Regions from separate parts of the Mus musculus genome. Here region 2 is linked to region 1. A link is a contact called in public promoter capture Hi-C data. All regions are on one chromosome and are shown on one strand. Each heading gives the region's core, a stretch centred on a gene start, on an enhancer-like site or on the middle of the called end of the contact. The rest is flanking DNA. Distances are from core to core; before and after follow the strand shown. Region 1 overlaps Mdfic (MyoD family inhibitor domain containing). Region 2 holds the start of Capza2 (capping protein (actin filament) muscle Z-line, alpha 2).

Evidence for each region. Promoter capture Hi-C pulls out the DNA fragments that hold promoters and counts their contacts.
Region 2: a contact with region 1 is called in a promoter capture Hi-C map of pre-B cells. The contact joins the promoter of Capza2 here to the enhancer-like site in region 1. A contact is called at or near these places in 4 of 39 promoter capture datasets (the C10 cell line, liver and pre-B cells), 1 of 484 Hi-C or Micro-C datasets (pre-B cells), 1 of 115 datasets of contacts at active chromatin or transcription factors (large pre-B cells) and 1 of 9 other capture datasets (liver).

The regions. Positions count from the first base shown.
Region 1 is chr6:15,760,854-15,768,131 of GRCm38.p6, reverse strand. All of the region lies in intron 3 of Mdfic (MyoD family inhibitor domain containing), which reads right to left. Among named protein-coding and RNA genes, the nearest start is that of Mdfic, 44 kb to the right of the region's middle. Within about 2 kb of position 3,836, at least 24 of the 459 cell types and tissues checked have an H3K27ac peak or open chromatin away from gene starts, as enhancers often do. A contact at or near this core is called in pre-B cells, where this site is marked.
Region 2 is chr6:17,632,366-17,639,240 of GRCm38.p6, reverse strand. It overlaps Capza2 (capping protein (actin filament) muscle Z-line, alpha 2), which reads right to left and starts at 2,231. Exons shown (of 10, transcript NM_007604.3): 1 at 2,081-2,231. The coding sequence starts at 2,119.

The DNA of each region.
Region 1 (7,278 bases), core at 2,587-5,086:
TAACCAAATATTAACTCTTCACTTCCATATTTTTAAAACATTAAAACATTTTTTTTTCATTGAGCGATTTTGCCGCATGTGTGCCGTACAGGAAATCAAAACTGGATAAGCTTTCTCTTACTCATCTCAGTAGAAAGGAAGTGTAACTTTACTCATTTTTCATGGCTATGATTTTAACCGTATGGTCAAGATTCAATTAAAACTAAACAGGAAAATATTATTTTATTTTCAAATGAAGAGTGAAACTGCCTGCCTGATTTTACCACAACTATTTGGTTTATAATAGATTTCCTCTTATTGTGTACAAATCATGTATAGCTCAAAAAAAAAAAACCCACGCATGCTAATACGGAGATGACACAATGCTTCTTAAAACACAGGCAACGCCTGGGGACCCTCGCTCTAGCTTTAATGATGCACTGCTCTCATTCAGCTGTCTCTCTTTCTTCAAATCTTTACATATGTGACAGCTCTCAAAAGTAGACCATAGACCATCTGGCATTTTCCGAGGTGTAACTTGTGCAAGTTCAGCTCTATTGGGAGTACACCGCTATCTTCTGCCTGTGTTATAAAGAGACAATAGAATGTAGAACTTAGGGGTTGTTTTGAATTATTCATTTTTTTGCCTGTATATTCAAGAAATTTTTTTACAAACTCTGCATTTTGTACTACATAATCACATGCGTTAAAGGTACAAAGAAACTTTTTGACACCTCTTTTCTACAGAAGGCTGGCATTTTGTTTGATATGTGAACATTCAGCATGTGCAATATCACTCCAAACAGGACTGGTGCTGCTACAAAAGACCCCATTTTAAATTTACTCTCTATGAGCAAAAATGTATTCTCCATATTCAGAAACCAATGCAATACATGTCAAAATTTCAAATACCAGGTATTAGAACACTCAGCATTTTCAAACCTGGATAGCATTGGTCACCTGATCACCATATGTGTAGGGATTTTCTCCTTTTAAACCACGACTCATACAATGCAGCATGATTGTAATTTTAATATCCATGATGAATAGTTACAAATGTCTTAAGAAATACTGGACTTTCTAGGTTCAAATGTTTTCAATCAGGAAGGAAACCAGCAGAATTCGGTCTAGCAGGTCTCAATGGGAATAAAAACATGAGGGTAAAGGAGTCGATAGCATGAACTTCTTTTGATAATTAAAAAAAAAACCCTCAGTGATATCGTAGCTAGCAATAAGTATACTTGAAACTGCAGCTGCTGGAATAGCAATAGAGAGCCATATTTTATTCCAGGGTATAATCTATTAGAAGGAGCAAATCATCTTTATTGCTGGTCTCCATCAAAGCTATATTTAATAAAATTACAAGAGTTTTCGTGCACTTAGTTAATTTAAACGGTTGATGTACACATAAAAATCACACTAAATCCCAAGTTGCTTTCTTAGAAATAGCTTTAGGGTTCTTAGTGGGTATGCAGTACCACATGATGTCTATAGAACAGACAGAAAAACAGACAAACACATACACAGAGTAATGGTAGAGATGTTATGTACGCAATACTGTACATGGATATATGTGTATAAAATAGAGTATTAAAAATGTTATTAAGATATAGCTCTAATCCTTATACTTTCTATGCATTGGTGCCCTTAAGTGGGAGATGAAATGTTTTTCAATATGAGCCATGATAAATCTATACTAGTTTTTGGTTTGTTTGCTAGGTTGTTTTTTTTTTTTTTAACTACATAATGTGAATTTAGGTAAACTCCAAAGGTGACAATCCTCTCTTTTTTATCAGCCAGGGTCAGGACTCTATGTGCAGAGGCTAGGTGCACATTTCTGCTAAACTCTGCCCTGCCAGAGTCTCTACATTACCTTCCAAGAACTTCTGGAACTCATTTATTTACCTCCTGATTTTATTTACCTACAAAGAGTCTCTGGACTCTTTTGGTCACATATCCTATTTTCTATCTTCACTGCATCTAATGTGTACCTTTAACATATTGTATATTTTGGAATTCTTATGTGTTTTGGAGCATTCATTAATTTGCGATCCCAATCAGGTGCTATGGCTCCTTGGATGTGAGTTCACAAGACAGAGACCATTCTTGAGTCTGGAATACTGTGGTTTATGTTAAAAGATTAAATCAAATGTGAAGTAAATTACCAGATGACAATGGGAAGTAGTACCATCCAAAATAAAAGAGACCAACTGTTCAAAATTGCTGGGAGAAGTAACTGGAGTATGGCTACCGTATTTCATAAAGAGCACTATCACATAACTAAACATATTTAACACCTGGAGGCAGATAACTTCTGGCAAATGCATTTCCATGTTGTTCAAGGCTGGTATCTAATCCTGTGCTGAATCTTGCCTTGAAGGCAGATTCAGCCATTGGTCCAGGTTCTCAGAGATAGACTTGTTTCCACACTCTCCTTCCAGGCCTGGCCCTGAGGCTTTGGGTGTGACCTACCCTGGGAGCCACCAAGCTTTAATCACAGTTGAGAAGCATAATTCAGGGATGTTGAAAGATTCAAATACCAGAAATCTTCATGGCAGCAATGAGAAGACTGACTTCCCAGTTCCAGTTTTTGGTCCTTCCCTTAATTTCCCTTACTGAGTTTACCCACATTTTAATTTTTTTCTCGTTTGCCTCCTGTTTTTACATTCTGTGACAATACTACTAATTTTTTGTTTTCCAATCTTCTATTGAAAACCTTCTGTCAAATAAATATGCAAACATAATCTTGCATTTTCTAGGAGAAATATAATAAAAATGAATAAATTCAGGAAAAATTAAGGAACATAGAACATTTTTTTTCATTTAAGATATATAAATATCTCTAAAATGTCCTCAAACTATAAGTCTGTGAAAAACAAAATCCCACTACTTTTCTCTCTCCAGACATAGGAGATATGTACGCACCTACTGCTTGATTATTCAAATGAATGAAAAGTCTGGCCTTATGATGCTTCGTAGTTTCTAGATAACTTATCTGGGTAGAGAGGATTTTATTCATGGATTTGAAAAGTTTATATTTTCAGGTTTGCTTATAAAGCATCATCTACGAGCTTTATGTATATGATAAAATAGTATCCTTACTGGGTAATCTCACAGCATTATAGAATTTGCTATGGTATCTCTTTGTTTCCTGACTCAAGAGATACTTCTATACCATTCTATCACTGAATCAACTGATAAAAATGACTGCCATCTATAATTATTAATACTTATTATATTATGGATACACCTAAAAATAAATGCATATGCATTTTATACATAATTTACAGAAAAGGAAATTATTAAAATATGCTTTATATTATACAAACAATAACTCAATGAAACAAGTACCATTAAGGTATGATCTTTCTAAAAGCTATTTTTTTTATATACTGACATTTGTATAAGATGGCAGAGAGTTTAAGAGTTGCAATGAATTCATCTCTTCAAAGGAATCAGTCCTGATTTGCTAATAGGCACTGGACTCTGGGCATTCTATAGTTAAAACACCAAAGTGGTATTGGGCAGTGCACACCAACCAGAAAACTCAGGAAGCTTTATGAAGGGCTGATTTTCCTAAAGCAACAGTCATTTTTCGCCATATGCAAATAAATTTGCCACTGTATAAATCCAGAATATGTACCCCTCTATACAGACAAATTTTGAAAAGCCTCTGAAACCAGAGATCAAGCAACCTTCGATGAGATATAGGATTGCAAGGAACAGCCAGAGATCTGGATTCACCGAAGTTCAAATAAGCATGTGTGTTAGCTAAGTTGCAGCAGGCTAATTATTTTTTACTTCCTCAATTTAGTGTTGGAATTAAAAACACTACAAAGGGGAATAGAAGATACTAAGCAGGAAGAACAGCACTGGAAACCTGAAACGTTTAGACCACGGCAAATACGTCTCCATATCCTGCACAGGAGTACTGCAGAAGTAGAGAAAGCCCAAGGAACGGAAGCACATATTGCCTGGAGCAAGCCCCACTACTGATACAGGCTGGTGACAAGAAGCAGTTAAGTGGTAACGAAAAGAAAACAGAGAAGGCCAGATCTCAAAAGTAAAAGGGGCAAAGTACCACAAAGATGAGGTTCTCCATAGGAAACGGGGTGAGGGGAGGAAGAGAGAAGGGGGAAAAATTGGACTGCTACATAAAAATCTCCTGAGGCCTTTCCACTCTTGTGGTAATCCCCGAGCCTAAATGTTTGTTATCAACTGGAGAAGAACTGCTAAGTCTTTTCCAAGGGAGTCCTCTCTGCAATGGCTGTGATGGATACCAAACAAGGAAATCTTAGCAGAGGCCTCCAGTAAACGAACTCACTGCACTCAGCAGAACACAGGCCTAAGGCAGGGAAGAAACTCAACAAGGAAATGCTGTGCACAGGCTCAGCTCATACTATTCTCATTACCAAGTATTCCAGAGACCCACCCTGTTCCTTATCCACCCATACAGGGGCTGCTCTGCCTCACCTTCACTGTCTTAATCTACATATTGATGATAACAAGTTGAAGCAAATTTGATCTAGGTTGGTCTTCCAAATAATTTCAGGAGAGGGATATATATCACACAGCAATCTAGAGAAGAACAGGCACTAGATCTAGATGTGTAATCCATGTGACTAGTTTCTCACAAGGAAAGATGAAGTGCATAGGTGTTTGGAGGAGGGGGCAATTGGATCTCATTAAGTAAAAAACGGAGCGAAATTATGTGTATAGGACAGAAAGGATCTGCTGCAGACCCAAAGCATAAATGTATGCTGCTGAGCTCAGGTCACTAGAGCAGACACCTATGCTTGTCTGTTCAACATCTCTCTATTTCCCTGGCAACAGTGTAGATATTAATGAGGATAGGACCTAGATTTGCTGACAGTAATTTCTGCAGCAATGAAGTGTTTTTAGTTACATGCATTTGTACACAGAACTTGACAATCCTGAGTCTTCAGTGACTCACATTGACAGCAGAATGTTCCTGGAGGACAGGATCCTGTATTCCTAGAATCCCATCAACCTTATCAGGCACATGCATGCTGACAAAGAGCCTTGTATGATGCTCAGCACCCAGTGGACACCCAGTGAAAATTAGCTGATGATGATGAATGATACTAGCTTTTAAGCTGTCACTTGATCCCTGAATATAATAACCTTCCTGAATAAATCAAGCAACAGTTTGGTATTCAGTACCATTATAAACTTCATCCTTCACCTTCCCGAGCCTAGGGAATTGCTGTAAAAGCATAATAGAAGGAGAGTAGAACTGTAGTGAAGACTCAAGAAACTCTGTCTGTTATAACAAGGGAATTAAAGATTCAGTTACCGATATCATAGGATGTGTGGAGAAATGCATCAAAAAGGCTCACTAAGTAACCTTTCCAAAAGTAGCATGCAAAAAGTCATTGCCAAGTTATATATCTAAGAGGACCTTCCCATAACAAAAGCAAACTCAACTTAGTGGGCAAGCAAAGACTGGGCATCTTTGAGCATGGGGCAATGGGGATGTACAGATGACATCACGGGTAAAAGGGATGAAGTCAGGTAGAATGCTAACCTAAAATGCTAACCAAGTAACTTACTGCATAACAAGGAAAAGGTATTTCTGATAGCTTAAATAAAGTAAACCAAAAGAAAAACAAATTTCCAAAAGAAACACCCCCAGCTTCAACCAAGCTCATGATCCTAAGTTCACTGGTGAGCAGCTGCGATGGGAGCAACTTCAATAAGTGGTCTGAGACTAGGAAACCTCTGTGCTTTAGGCTTAGTAACATTTCTTGTTACAAATGACATTCCTGCTGAAATAATGTGAAGATTCAAGATTGAAAGTAAAGTTCGAAAAGTTGACTCAAACGCTAATCAGGCCCTAATCATCGTGTTTGACTCCTAAAGAGGATCCTGGCAACATTTCTCTATAAGGAAGTGATGCGAAGGATCGCTAGATTCACACGTAGAGTCTCATTTGCACACTTAAATATGTACATACATAGCATATATATATATATAATAGATACATAATAGGGAAAATAAATATGTAAGTGAATAAGGAGCCAAACACTGAACACTGTTTTCCCTTTCGCAACCCCAAGGTTAAATCTTAACTTCTCTTTAATACGGTTGCTTTAACTTTCCAGATTCTGATTTAGATTATTGGAGTCATCAAATTACAGTATTACTTGACAGAATAAAATATTACTTAAAACAAAAGCATCAACAAGTGGCTACACATAGAGGGACAGAGCCATTAACCACACTTGAGGAGTCACAGATTGAGACCATTTACATAAATGGTTCCTCTCCTAATTTCTCCATTAAAATACACTAAATCTATCAAGGTCACTTTGCCTGCAAAACGGCTGAAATAAGTCATTATAAAATATTTGTTATGTACTATTCTAGGGACAAGGGATCTAACAGGGAACAAATTTACGAAGAAGTCATCTACCACCATAGAGCTTATGGATATTTATGATTTCAAGTAACAATAAATCCAAAGGACATCCCTATGAGTGTTAATTTCACATTATTGTCATTAAAGGCAAGGATTCAAAAGTAGGGAGAGTAGCTATCAAAATGACATCACAGTTTTCCGGTGTGCCAGACATCAGAGTGAACAACGTGTGGCATCCTCTCACTAACTGCAGTTCCTTCAATGTTTACATGATTTACATTTCTGCTGTCCTGTGCTCAAGGACACACTAGCTTCACTTGTACAGTATGTTGAGTTTGCTTTTGTTATAGGAAAGGAAAAACAAAACAAAACAAAAATAAAATCACTTTCATCTATACAGCTTGGCACATTTTCCTACGCGACAGCATCCTCTGCGAGGGTGTGTATAAACAACACCCTGCAGAAGCACAGTGCACAGACACATGCTGTTTTGTTTGCACGGACTATGTTTAAATCACAGTGTTCTTGAAGAAGGAAAAGCAAAGACAAAACTGAGATACAATATCAGAAAGCAAGGATAAAACAAAACAATAAAGGAAAAATACGGCAGAACAGGAGATGAAAGAGGAATGCAGGAGAATGAAAGAGACGATGAAGGCGGGGTTGAGGGATGAGCAAGAGCACATCCAAAAGAATCCCAGTTCCACAAGCAGGCTCCCTGTGGATCTCAACCAAGCCTCCGCTCACACAACCCTGTGGCGCATGCCGCCTATGCTTAGCATTCTTCCTTCTGCCTGGGCCCCACCAGGCCATGTCATTTCTTACCTAAAGTCATCAAGGCCACCTTATCAGAACTCTCTACCTCCAGCCCACTTTCAAACTAACACAAACAGAACCAACCCAGACTCTATTTGCCT
Region 2 (6,875 bases), core at 982-3,481, 1.9 Mb before region 1:
TATAAGGCCTTTAAAACCTTAATTTACTTACAGGTAAAGGATAATAAAACTATCTACCTCAAACTTAAGTTAAAAAAGAAAATAGAACATTTTTCTTACATGATAAATACATATAAACTACACTATTATACATTGTAGTACCTCCCCTTCTTTAGACCTGCAAAACTGAAATGTAAAAAGTATTTAAAACTTACTCCTGAAAAATCACAAGCAAGGAAATAAAATAGAGAAGCATGATTTAAGAACTGGTCCTAAAATATCACAATTAAATCCATTTCTGATCTATATGGAACACCTTCCTAAAACAGTACAAGTCTACTGGGAAATAAAAGTGACAAAATATTGTTTTCCATTTACTGGTTATTTAAATTTCACTAGAAAGTTTAACCACTGATCTCTTAAATTAGAAAATACTGTTATAAAAATCTGTATGTGAAGTTACTACAGAATATTCCTACCTATGTCACAAAAAGATGCTAAATCTAAGCTTAAAATTCTCATTAATTTGTTTCCAACGTTATGCCAGCAGGTGAACTCATACACTACTCTGTAAAACTCAGCACACTGGGTGTCAAGGAATCTTCTCATTTTATTTTGAAATTTCCGGGCCTTTCCAACAACATGGCAAATCTACATTAATTCCCACCCTAACAATTCTCTTCTCACTATCTTCCAAGCCAATTGAGCTCCTCCTAATAATTATATGAAAGTACACAAAACATGAAAAAAATCGCTTCAAGAACTTTGAATCTGAAACGCTATTTTTCTTGTAATGCGCTGGTATATTTTCAATAAATAGCTTTAAACTATTCAATGCTACAAATGTAAACACTGTACAGCAACTTTTAGCGACTTAGGGTCTAATTCTGTGAATTAAAGTAAGGTATGCTTGTCCCCATTTTGTTAAGTTATCACCATTTCATCCAAGGGCACAAACGAGAAAGCCAGAACACTTCCAAAACCATAAAAGAGGCTGAGTTCTGAACAACCAAAGAGAAAGAGAACACTAATTCTGGTGCAGTATAAAAGGAGAGGGTCCCAACTGAAAATATCCTTAGTGTTTCTCTAACACCCTACTAGAACTGAGTTCTGTTTCCCACATGGGTGTACTTCATTTGGAACTTAAAAACAAGCTAAGATCAGACATTTCCAAAGGGCAGCACACTCATATGTCAGTTAAGTCTAAGTTTGAAAAAAACGTCCCGGTCTTTTCCAGAAAATACTCAAAACGTATGGCGTTCCCCCTCACACTACTTGCCCCTTGGTACGCGGTCTCCTCAGTCGCCAAAGAAAATGGGCAAGAGCCTTAGTTCAATGATCAGATTTCGTATCACAAATGTGAGAACTTGAGTCGTGCATTTGGTCCTAATGCTGTCACAGCATTTAACACACAGTAAAAGGAGTTGCACCCGCTCGCCCTCTTCAGAGTTGGTCCTATCAGGAAGATGGGATGTCACCAAATCTGCCCCAAGAGGGGGAAGCAGCCAAGTTGGGCAGAAAATAACTATGGGAGGGAGGGGTGTCTTTGTGAACAATACTGCCTTCCGGGGAACATGGGAGCAGCAATTAAAAAAAAAAAAAAGGTAATGACAATATTAATAAAAGAAATAGATGGCGGGGGGTGGGGGGGAAGGGGCGGGATGTGGAGACGGCGACCTCCGGAGGGAAGGAAACACCCTGGGGAACCAGGAAGCACTTCGCGTTGGGGAGGAGAAACTGCAGGAAAAAGTGAGGGTCGGCTATGCCGTCTTCCCCGCCCGCCCGCCTCACGGCGAAAGCCCCAGGCCAGGCGGCGCCGCTCCGCCGTCGGCCGCTCCCGAGCCCGGACCCCCAGGGCCGGGTCCCGCCGCCCCCGCTCCCGCCCGCGGCCGCCGGGCTCCGCTTCCTATTTTCGGAGCACACACCCTACAAGGAGCGGAGGGGCCCGGCCTCGGGGAGCCCGGGCAGCACCCCGCTCGGGAAGCGCAGGCGTGCGGCCCACCACCGGAGCCCGCCCGGGGTCAGACTCCGGCCCTCGCGCCTCGGCACTCACCTCTCCCGCCCTCCCGCCCGCCCGGCTCCTCACCGCCGCGGCACCTACCTTCTCCTCATCGGACAACTGCTCCTCCAGATCCGCCATCTTCCTTCTGGCGACAGACCGTGGCGCTGGTGGCAGCAGCGGCCACCTGACTTCCCCCTTTCCGAGCGGTCTTCCGCGCCGCGCGCCCCCGCCAAGGGAGGGGCCCCGCCGCCCAGGCCGCCGCGCACGCGCCCCGGAGCTCCGCCTCCCGGGAGCCGAGCCACTGCGCACACGCCTGGGAGCTCCGCCTCCTCAGCCTAGGCCGCCGCGCACGCGCCCCCGGAGCTCCGCCTCCCTCCCCCTGAGCGCCGGCCTGAGCGCCGCTGTGCGCGTGCGCAGCGCCTCCAAAGTGGGATTGCTATGGTTATCTTCTGTCATCCTGCTCTGTCTGGTGCCTTCTCTAGTCAACGATGACCATATGGACCCGGTTGGCGATGAGTACATTCTGAGCCCATGACTTTGTTCCCACCAAGTCCTGAACGCTGCCAGCTAAAATGTGAAAAGCTGTACCAATTTAAAACATTTTTAAGTATTAGGAAAAATACTGTTTTAATTGAAATAGGCACACACAATCCAGTCCATAATTGAAAGATTACTTTTGATATATTCATTTATTCATCCGAAAAACATTTATTGGTCTTTTATGATAGGAAGACTATTTTGCTAGTTCTTAGGAATAAGAAATGTAGATTTAAAAACCCAAACAAACAAAAATCCCAAAGAAAATGCTCTTAAGCTCACCTCTATTAATTAGACATTGAGTTAGGGAAGGCATTGTACTCCTGGAAAGTAAAAAAAAAAGAAAAAAAAGTTAAGTTAGCCTTGGATCTGTACCCTCATGAACTGGCTGTCCAAACTACTTACAGGTCATCCAGTAGAAATTTCAATTTCATACAACCAATTTTTAAGGTAAATGTCCCATGAAGGATTTAAAGCATTCTAAAACCATTATTTATTATTTTCAAATTTTACTGGATGTCTCCTACTTTTATTTGCTAAATCTGGCAACTCTACTACTGAAGCTTCAAGTTAAAGAAAAGGGGGGGGGGTGGAAGGTTGAAGTCAAAGCTGACACAGGAAGCAGCTGGAAATGTTGATAAAATTGAGTTGCTAGTTCAGCAGGCCTGAGCAAACCAGAGAATCTATATTTCTTACAAGCTCCCAGGAAGGAGGAGTGCTACTCGTCTGAAAACCACACTTTGTTTTTACCAAGGACTAAGAGTTTAGTTAGTAGTTAAGACTTCAATAATTAGAAAGTGAGAAGCTCTTGAGGGCATTTGGACAGTGTCACGACATGAACCGAACATGCTCAGCGGTGTCAATCTGACAGCTGTGTGTAAATGACAGGTAAGAGGACCCTAAAGAGCTCAAATAGCTATCTGGGTCCAAGAACACTATCATTAAGTGACTTACTAAAGTGTTCGTTTGCAGAGAGCAGGAAGAGGAAGCTGACATGTGCGGGAACTGAAAGTGTCCAGTTGAAGACAAACCCGTGGAGACAGCATGCAAGTTAACAAAGAACAGTGTCTGACCAAACCCCTCAGGAGCTACAAGTCAATATCAGTTCCCTCTTTTATAGTTCCTAAATCCTTGCTTTATTTATTGCTCCCTGCCATTGTAAGTGTAAGTATTACTGTTCGTCCAAACCAAAGCTCAGGAATTTATCCAATGCTACATAGCTCGAATACGACTGAATCCTAGGCATTTTGTTCAACATCCCACATTCTTTCCACTGTCAGAACTTTCTCCCTTTCTCCACAGAATAAAACTTAATGGAGGTGCCTTCTCTGGCATGCCAGCAATCCAGTTCACAGCACCTTCTTCAACAGTATCTGGGACTCAGGGTTTCCCCACCAAGGTTGCTCCTATTTACTTAGCATTTTATGTCTTACACAGTGGGTTCTTGGTGAATGTTGCATAGCTAACTTACTGGCAGCACTACCCTTTAGAAGCCTCATTGAAAATCTTGTAATGTTTTGCAATAATCTGAGTCAGAGTATGTTTCTAGCCGTGGGTTTGGTGATATTTGCATATGGTTCCCATAGCAATTTAAAAAGCAGTAAATTATGTATAATGTCGAATAGTCCCTATAGTAATCTCTAAACACTACCTTCTTGATACAGCTAAAGGGATTCGCAGAATTTAAGTGACATGTATTTGGAAGAAACTTCAGCAAGTATAAATAAGAAGTGCTTGTTACAAGACTGCACTAAGAAACATGCCAGTATCCTTGCCTCTGGTGCATCATAATCAAGAGATAAGCAAAAGTTTCCCTGCACAGTTCTATCAACATGAGAATTTCTATCTCCTTTCTCTTTTTTTAAAAAATAACTTTTATTTATTCCTTGAGCATATTAGATAATATATTTTTACTTTATTCATTCCCTTCCCCCAACTCCTCTCACAAACTCCCATGAAATTTTCCATGATTTTCCTATTTAGTTTCCAAACTCACCTCTCTTCTACTTTTTAGTGGTTTAATCATGGCTTTTCAAAACCTCCCTAGACTTGTCTTTTTAAGATTGCTTTTGTAAAAGATGTTTTTAATGAGTGTTGGTGTTTTGCCTACACGTATGTCTGTGTGAGGGTGCCAGATCCCCTGGAACTGGGGTTACAGACAGTATTGAGTGACCATGTGGGTGTTGCGAATTGAACCTGGGTCCTCTGGAAGAGCAGCCAGTGTTCTTAACCACTGAGCCATCTCTCCAGACCTGCTTTTTCTCCCCTCTTCAATTTCCTGTAGATATGCTCAAACTCTGTATATTTTAGTTATCATGAAAACTGGTGAGATGGCTCAGTAGATAAAAGTGTTTGCCACGAAGCCTGATGATCTGAATTTGATCACAGAACCCACCCAGTAGATTGAGTGAACCAACTTCTCTAAGTCGCCTTCCAACACACACACACACACACACACACACACACACACACACACACACACACATTGTGGCATGCACCTCCCGTCCAAGAAACAAATGTAAAACTTATTGTGAACAGAGGTTACTTAATTTCATAGACACGAAATTCTGGGTTCCATTGTTGTGTAGCAGTTTCCTTGGAGATTAAAAACCTTTGCTCCAAGTGTAGCTTAGCTAACTAGTGAGTTGAATGAGGTTTACAGGGGTGTGGTTGAAAGGTCACTCACAGGAGTATGGCAGCTGCACTGGGGGGGGAGGGGGGGAGAGGAGAGCCATACCCACACCGGCATGGGTAATGACTCATGAGAGTAGCACTCTAAGAGCTGCCGGTGTGATCTGTAGACAGTCTTTCTCCACCTGTATCTAGCTGCCTATATAATGTGTAGAGTGCAAGAACAAGCTCTGTGAGTTTGGTTTACTTCTTGAGCCTTGTAAATTTCATTACTCCCTGACTCTTCCTATGACTCCTGGGAAGCAGTGTTTGGATTCTGAGGCTATAGCTACATAACAGAAACCCTCATTGAATCTTGAAATATTTTTTTCTCCTAGACTCCTGTGTAAAGATTTCTTTTGATATTTTGTCATATATAACCTCATTCAAAGACATTCATATTTTATGCCTTCCAACAAAACTTCTCTTCAAGTGCTTTTATGTGCCACACACTAGATATGCCAAAAGCTAATAAAGACATAGGCCATGACCTAGAGGAGCAGAATGGTACTATGATGATAATAAGTGACATCATTAAGATCTATAATTAATACCTGGTATTAATAATAATAACTTATTAACATCTAAGTTCTGATTTTTTTTCCAGCTTCTCCCAGCCTTGAGAGATTTAATTTACTCTGTTTCCATTTCTTTTCATTTGTGGTTGGGGATATTACCGATACTCCCATTACAAGGCTGTCCTGTGGACTTAGTGAGATCACAGGCAGTGTGCTTAGCATCTGGACCAGGTATTAATATAGGTCTTAGTGATGTCACATATTATCATCCTAGTACCATTCTGCTCCTCTAGGTCATGGCCTATGTCTTCATTAGCTTTTGGCATATCTAGTGTGTGGCACATAAAAGCCCTTGAAGAGAAGTTTTGTTGGGAGGCATATCCAGTGATCCATTTCACATACCTGAATGGGAATTTTAAAATTGTGCTAGTAGACAAATGGTGACTTCCAGAACAAGACAGCAAACAATTTTCCTAGAGAGTCCCAAGTTACTCAGCTGCCACTTAGCTAACTCTGTAATTGATTTTTTTTTTTACTCTATATTTCCCCTACCACTGTAAATTTAAGTCTTCAGTGATGTTTTGTGTTCCAAATGAAGCACAGAGGGGAAGCCCTAATGGGAGGGATCCTTTAGGGCAAATCAAGAAAGAATTAAAATTTATATTATCACTTATTACTTGAATTACTGATACACAATATTTCAGGCATACAAAAAACAAACAAACAAACAAACAAAAAACCATAGTTCTCTCTTTTTGTATCCCTTTCCCTCTTTTCATTCCAGAAAACACCACTAACCTGAGTTGCATGCTTATCACTCCTACGTATTCTTATTTCTTTCCATTCTGTTTGTTTCTCTGATATCTATATTAATGGAGTCTTTTAAACATATTTATACAATGCATTATTATCATTTTGATACAGTTTTATAAATACCATGGGTAGAGAACATTACACCAATCACTGATAAAACATCAAACAAACAAGATAAAACCAAAACAACATTAAAACCACCTACCTTTACCTCGTGGCAATGTAACTTTTGAAGCATGAGTGAAATCTTGCTGTATTTTTTGTTTTAACCTGGAGAGATGAAGCAACATGATACACATGAACATGGATTCCAAATGAAAAGATAGGTCAGATTTCTTTAAGGGTGTATTGGTAAA